Regions from separate parts of the Mus musculus genome. Here region 1 is linked to region 2. The links are chromatin contacts, called in public Hi-C maps. All regions are on one chromosome and are shown on one strand. The core of a region is the stretch at or near the end of the contact, and the rest is flanking DNA. Distances in the headings are between cores, read along the strand shown. Region 1 has its middle 8.5 kb from the start of Gm52779. Region 2 has its middle 43 kb from the start of Gm34960.

The links. A called contact is a pair of places that touch in the nucleus more often than the background predicts.
Region 1: a contact with region 2 is called in a Hi-C map of ventricular fibroblasts, with 6 times the contacts expected there. The contact joins two enhancer-like sites. A contact is called at or near these places in 2 of 39 promoter capture datasets (the 3T3-L1 cell line and hippocampal neurons), 6 of 484 Hi-C or Micro-C datasets (cardiomyocytes, cerebral cortex, cortical neurons and 2 more) and 1 of 115 datasets of contacts at active chromatin or transcription factors (astrocytes).

Annotation. Positions count from the first base shown.
Region 1 is chr5:74,934,072-74,937,546 of GRCm38.p6, reverse strand. No RefSeq gene overlaps it. Among named protein-coding and RNA genes, the nearest start is that of Gm52779, 8.5 kb to the left of the region's middle. Within about 2 kb of position 1,741, at least 56 of the 459 cell types and tissues checked have an H3K27ac peak or open chromatin away from gene starts, as enhancers often do.
Region 2 is chr5:73,759,618-73,763,318 of GRCm38.p6, reverse strand. No RefSeq gene overlaps it. Among named protein-coding and RNA genes, the nearest start is that of Gm34960, 43 kb to the left of the region's middle. Within about 2 kb of position 1,363, at least 63 of the 459 cell types and tissues checked have an H3K27ac peak or open chromatin away from gene starts, as enhancers often do.

The sequences.
Region 1 (3,475 bases), core at 492-2,991, 1.2 Mb before region 2:
CCCTCTCAGAAAGCCCATGACTGCTGGCCTTTCCCCGAGGGTCTCCAGAGATCTCTCTCCCACCCTTCCTTCTACTCCCCTCCTGTCTCCCTTAGTTCTTTTCTTCAATCAATTACTTATTAACGCTCATCAACACCCGCTCCGTGCCAGGCCCTGGCCTGGGTACAGTGGTGATGAGGTTACATTTTGGTTCAGTGGATTATAGTAGGATGCAGCTTTGATCCCACTAAACGCCTTAAAAAAAGAAAACTCTTTTTGACTTTGTGTTAGGGCCATTTGGGAGGCCGGGAGATGGCAACTGTTTTATGGTCTTGGTGTCTGACAGACCTGCCTACAAACATTCTTCCTGGAGAGGTTTGTTTTTGTTGTTTTGTTTTTGAACTGAAGGGAACTCCAAAGCTCCTTTTTCTCATCTATAAAATGTGACGTACAGTTTAGCACTGTCATAGTCAGGGTTTCTATTCCTGCACAAACATCATGACCAAGAAGCAAGTTGGGGAGGAAAGGGTTTATTCGGCTTACACTTCCATACTGCTGTTCATCACCAAAGGAAGTCAGGACTGGAACTCAAGCAGGTCAGGAAGCAGGAGCTGATGCAGAGGCCATGGAGGGATGTTACTTACTGGCTTGCTTCCCCTGGCTTGCTTCTCTCTTATAGACCCAAGACTACCAGCCCAGGGATGGCAGCACCCACAAGGGGCCCTCCCCCCCTTGATCACTAATTGAGAAAAGGCCTTACAGTTGTATCTCATGGAGGCATTTCCCCAACTGAAATTGCTTTCTCTATGATAACTCCAGCTTGTGTCAAGTTGACACACAAATCCAGCCAGTACAAGCATTCTGTTGTAGTGGTGATTAGATGAGATAGGTTGTTAGTAATAATGGTTAACACGTAACTGGTAAAGATCTATCCATTTGTTGAGTGTCTTTTATATCCCAAGCAGAGTTCTGAAGGCTAGGGAGACAGATGTGAGAAAAATAAGCCATCTATGCTGAACTCACAAAAGCCTGCGCCGGCTAGACTTTCTAGGTATCTCAAGTGGAGTTTGAAGTCAGGCTGGTGCCAAACTATTCTTGTGCATCTCATCAGCTTGCCTCTGGCTGCACAAGAAATGGTGAGGAGAAAACTGCAGAATGCAGTGGTCAGTCAGTCATGTGCGAGCCCGTCGGAACACATCAGCTGAGCACCTGCATGTGCCTGCCCTGTGGGATGTGACTGTGACACACAGCCAGGCGAGACTGCTACTCTCATGACACACTGTGGCAAGAATAGTGATGACAAACAGGTGAGTAAGATACTTCCCAGTAGCCAGAGTGCCATGAGGAATGGGGAGGTGTGCTCAGGAGGAAGCAAGAGGTGGAATGTTCTGGAAGAGATTCTGGGGAATCAGACAGCTGAGCTGAGTCTGGGATCGGGCATTGGCTGCAGGAAGGGCCAGAGCAAGCATTGCTGGCCACCATTGAGTCTTTCCAGTGGTTTTTCTATTCCAGCGTCCAGCTGTTTCTCATCTAGTTCCAGAGGAAAATGATGTAGAGAAACTTGTGTTTTGTCGAAGATTTATAATTTAACCTTTCTGGTTCTAGAGCCAATTCTGCCATGAACAAACAATCTTAACTCCACAGTTTCCTCTGAGCGCTGGGACTTAAGAATTCCTTTCAGAGGGCCAGCTGCGTGAGTTCTTCTGCTGACACGCACCAGGAAATGATCCATCTCTAGACTTTGAATCCAAAAGGTCCTTTTCTAAATGTCCTCTCCATAACTGGTCTCCAGTGAGTCAGCGCTGCACCAGCGGAATGTGACTCACTCTGCCTAAAGAGAAAATGGAAGGATTCTCAAATATATTGAGGTCTACGAACAGGAGGATCTGAAGCACGCCCACGAGACTTAAAGCAGTTTACCTGTGGCAGGCATACACAGAGAGGTGTCCATTCCTTATCTTTGTGGTCCAGCCTAGTTCTGACTACAGGCAAGATCATTCTTTGCAATGAAAGACATCTTAAAAAAGTATTCTTTTTATTTTATGAGTGAATGTTTTGCCCACATGTATATGTATGTACCACATGTATACTTGGTGTCGAAAGAGGTCAGAAAAGGACATGAGATCTCCTGGAACTAAAGTTGTGAATGGTTTTGAGCTACCATGTGCGTGCTAGGAATTGAACTCAGGACCTCTGCAAGAGCAGCAAGTGCTCTTAACCACTGAGCCATCTCCCTAGCCTGAAAGTAAATTTTTTTTTTTAAATTCTGGGTTTATAGAGGATGGCTCAGTGGTTAAGAGCACATACTGTTCTTTTAGAGTCTGGTACTCAGTATCCATGGTGACAGGCTCACAACCACTTGTAACTCCAGGGGGAAGCTGGCTCCTCTGGCTCCTCTGGCTCTCTTGAGCACCTGCACTTAGGTGCACACATCCACACTCAGACCTTCCATACACACAATTAAAAATAACAATAGTAAATCTTTAATTAAAAAGTCATTTCTTTCCATTACCTGTATAAATGTGTTTTTTTTTTTTTAAAAATTGTAAGAGGGTTCAGAAAATCCTTGGCCATGTCTTTATGTTAGATCCTGAACATATGATGAGTATAGCCAAAGAGAATCGCCCTTAAGGTAGATTACACCATAGACTACAATACCAAAGGCAGTTGGATGCTACAAGGAAGGAGAGCTGCAGAGACGGCTCAGTGGCTGAGAACTCTTGCTGCTCTCAGAGGGCTCAGGTTTGGTTCTCAGAACCTGCACAGAGGCTCACAGCTGTCTGTAACTCCAGTTCCAGCGGATCTGACAACCTCTTGTGGCCTCTATGGGAAGCAGCCGTATGTGTAGTTCAGACATAGATGCAGGGAAAAAGAAAACACCCATTAACATAAAATATTTTTTTTAAACTTAAAAAAAAAAAAAAAGGAAAATAGACTTGTCATGGTTTGGACACAAAATGGCTTCAAAGTCTCCTGAGTTGAAGACTTGGTTACCAGATGGTGGCATTACATAGAGGTCATTGGATCACAAGGGCACTAATGTCCGTGGATTAGCTCATTACTGTGTTGGTAGCTGTCTGGGGTGCTGGGGTTTAGTTGGAAGAAGTGGGTCACTAGGGAGGCACACCTTTGAAAGCTATGTCTTGCTCCAGGCCCTTCCTGTTTTTCTCTACTTCCTGGCTTCTCTGCCACACAACTCTCCCGCCATCATTATGATAGTCTGCCTCTCTCCAGGCCTGAAGAGGTGGACTTTGAAAGCATGAATTAGACTAAATCTTACCTTTAAGATTTTTTCTTTTGACAGATGTGGTGTTCTAGGCCTTCAATCCCAGTCCTTGGGAGGCAGAGGCACCAGGATCTCTGTGGATGGCAGAGCAGACTGCTCTATGTGGTGAGTTTCAGGCCAGCCAGGGACACACAGTGAGGCCCTGTCTTGAAAGGAAAAGAAGGTTTTTTTTCTTCCCCAATTACTTTGTTGTGGCATTAAAGGTTGATC
Region 2 (3,701 bases), core at 114-2,613:
CTCCTTCCTTCTCAAGCTAATCAATGCTGGTTCATGTTTCAGTTAAAGCGCCAATATCAGTCTCTATGGCCCCCTCTGGTAGGAATTGAAGTGAGGGTCACCTCAATAGACTCCCCATATCCTCTCCCATCCCAGGTCTCCAGCTAGTCACCAGAGATACCTGATATTCACGTACCTGCCAACCAGAGACTTGGAGGGGGCGGGGCTGTCTTCAGCAACTAGCTCAGGGCCTATTTCATAATAGGTGCTCAATAAAAATACGATGAAATCCTTCTCAAGCTTCTACAAGAAAATTAAATGGAATAGAAAATAAACCGGTGGGACCGTCTCATGTGAGAAGAGCAACCTTCGGAAAGAGAAAGCTTGTGTAGCCTGTGCGTAGCAGTGTGCCTTTGTGGTCTCCATGTTATATATGTGAAGTGGCAATCTCAGGCAATGTCAGACACTGAATGCTGAATACCCTTCATTCTCCGAAGGAAAGCAAATTCTAAACGCATCTTGCACTTTGTCAGCATGCAGGGAAATGATGTTGCTGCCAGTGTAAGGAGCAACAATGATATCAGCAAGATTGCCAGGGCTGAAGAAGCCAAAACATGGTCCTGTTTTAACCCAGCAGCCTCCAACCCACATCCCACCCAGCAGGAGGCCAAACCTTTAGCAAGGAAAGACATAGTTTTTTTTTTTTTTTCCAAAAGAAGGACATAGCTCTAAAGCCCATGTGCTTAAGCAAGACCACCCAAGGGTCTAAGATATTTCTTCTTCTCAGTAGACCACTGATTCTCAACCTGTGGGTCATGGCCCCTTTGGGGGGGTCACATGTCAGATACACTGCATATTTACATTACAATTCATAACAGTAGTAAAATTACAGTCATAAAGTAGCAAGGAAAATAATGTTAAGGCTGGGGTCACCACAACATGAAGTATATTAAAGGGTCACCGCGTTAGGAAGGTTGAGAACCACAGCTGTAGAAGAAGTTTTGCTTGATGAGTGAGTGCTTCTGGGACACACAAAGCCAGCTCTTGAGTTTCTGCTTCAAGCTCCAATTGTTACCAGAGAGGAACCTTGAAACGTGGCTGTGACAACTGGACACTGAAGAAGGATGGAGCACAGAAACGCTTAATTGGAACAGCATTGACTTTGTCTGCAGCAAGTATCCTTTGTGATGTTGCCCTGCATTAAAAAAATTTTTTTAATCCCCTCTTGGGTTTCATGCTTTCTGAACGAATGCTTGGAGAATAAGAATACTAGAGGAATTTCTCCAGAAACCCTGAGTGGGAAGCTTCAACACAGTGGCCAGTTGTGCTGACAGGGAATTCTAGCCAGATGGGTGGGGTGGGTGCAGGGCAGAGACAGGACTGCAGGCTCAGCAAAGCACAATGAGAACATTTGGGAAGTGTTTTCCATGAATAGAACACCCCCCCCCCTCCAACGCAGGGCCAATTGAACGGTGGAGCTCTGCTGACATCTAGTGCACAAACCCATGGAGCCTCGCTGAAACGAAGCATCTCAGGCTTAGGGATGGATGCGAGGGAGAGAAACCACAGCATGGAAAACCCTATGCGGTATCTCATTCACTTTTGCATCATTACCCTAAGAGGACGTCAGAGAAACTCATCCATTGTGTTTCATACAGGGGGAAACTGAGGATTGGAGAAAGAAATGTTGTGATTCTCAAAATGATGTATAAGAAGTGCTAGAAGAGACCACTTGAAGAAAGAAGGATTTTTTTTTTTTTTTTTTTGCTCATGTGATATGAAAGGTATGGCAGTGTCACAGCCTGCGGTTGGGGCAGTGGGAGCATGGGCTGCTGGTGACATCACCTGAGCAGTCTAGGACACAGAAGAGATTCAGTCATAACTACAAGCTTATGCCATAGGGCTCCCCCACTGTGTCCACTTCCTCCAACAAGGCCCTGCCTCTTAAAAGTCCCCAAATCTCCTAAAATAGCACAGCTAGCTGGGTATTCAAATCTATGATCCTGTGTGTGTGTGTGTGTGTGTGTGTGTGTGTGTGTGTGTGTGTGTGTGTGTGTTTGTATTTGTGTGTGTGAACCAAGTACTCAAATATATGATCCTGTGTGTGTGTTTCTGTGTGGTATGTATGAGTGTGTGTGTGTTGTGGTATGTGTATGTGTGTATGTGGCAGAAGGGGGCTAGAGGGAGAGAGGAGGAGAGGGAAAGGGAGAGGGAGAGAGGGAGAGAGGGAGAGAGGGAGAGAGGGAGAGAGGGAGAGAGAGAGGGAGAGAGGGAGAGAGGGAGAGAGAGGGAGAGAGAGGGAGAGAGGGAGAGAGGGAGAGAGGGAGAGAGAGGGAGAGAGAGGGAGAGAGGGAGAGAGGGAGAGAGGGAGAGAGGGAGAGAGGGAGAGAGGGAGAGAGAGGGAGAGAGGGAGAGAGACCTAACACCTAATAAGGGTAGAACCAAGCTGAACTGTGATCATTTCCCTCTAGTCTACATCTAGTTGGGTGAACTCAGCTGCTCACCCAACTCCAGCTTCAAAGAAAGACATCCTGCTTGGTGGCTATGAGGTCTTTTTTTTTCTCACCCATGAAGAGGTAGCCTTATGGAAACTGGGGCTGAGTCTCCTCTTTGGATAAGTTCCTAACCTGGCCTCTAAAACCACAAATTTAAAACAGCTAGTTCTCCAGGGAGTTCAAACATAGTTGGAAATGAATACAAGAGGGGGAAAACTGTAAACTCAGGAAGAATTTAAAAAGTCCCAGGCAACAAAGTCCTAAGCTAATCACACAGGCACACAAAGGGAGAGAAGGAGAGAGGAAGGGAGGGGAGGAGTCTGACCTGTAGCTAAGTGAACAGATAGATGATGTTGGTGATAAAGATGGCACAGCTAGAGACAGACATAGATAGAGGCAGGCATAGATAGAGACAGGCATAGATAGAGGCAGACAGACATAGAGACAGACAGAGACAGAGACAGGCATAGGTAAAGACAGACATAGGTAGAAACAGAGAGACATAGAGACAGACAAACAGAGAGACAGACAGGCATAGAAACAGACAGACATGGAGACAGACAAACATAGATAGAGACAGACGTAGATAACTGAAAACAAACATGCAAAAGGGTGTCTTGGAGCCCACCGCTATCCCCTGTACCTTTCCCGGATGGCAGCCATCAGCTGATATGTATTCACCTAGTGGCAGAATGAAGACCTTGGCAAGAGTCATCTGCTTGCCCTCAGGTCTCTGAGGACTTTATCTGAGGACAGCTGTTCACCCCATGGCAGAGTTCTGACCCATTTCTTACCCTTTCAAATGACTTTTAAAAGTTTAGATTCTTAGCTGAGGTGTTATAAAATCACTTTATTTTGCGTAAAATTTAATATCAAGCAGCAAAAACTAATTTTTAATAGAACAGAATGTTTAGGATAAACTCTATCTTCTTTGCTTGTCAGGGGCAATGTTGGTTTATCTTGTGGGTTTTCTAAGAGCTCGTTTACTATCAGAAACTATGTATGGTAAAGACACCATCTCAGATTTTTAAACTGTAGCTTAAAGAGCAAAGACAGTAAGACTTATTCTTCCTCTGACCCATAATCAGCATTAAACTCTCTATTATTAAAGTTGTTTTAAATCACTCATTTGAAAGTCAGATGCATTTGTGCTGAGTTCACTGGAACATCATCAACCAAAAAAAAAAAAACAAAAAACAAAAAAAAAAACAAAACCCAAAACCCCCA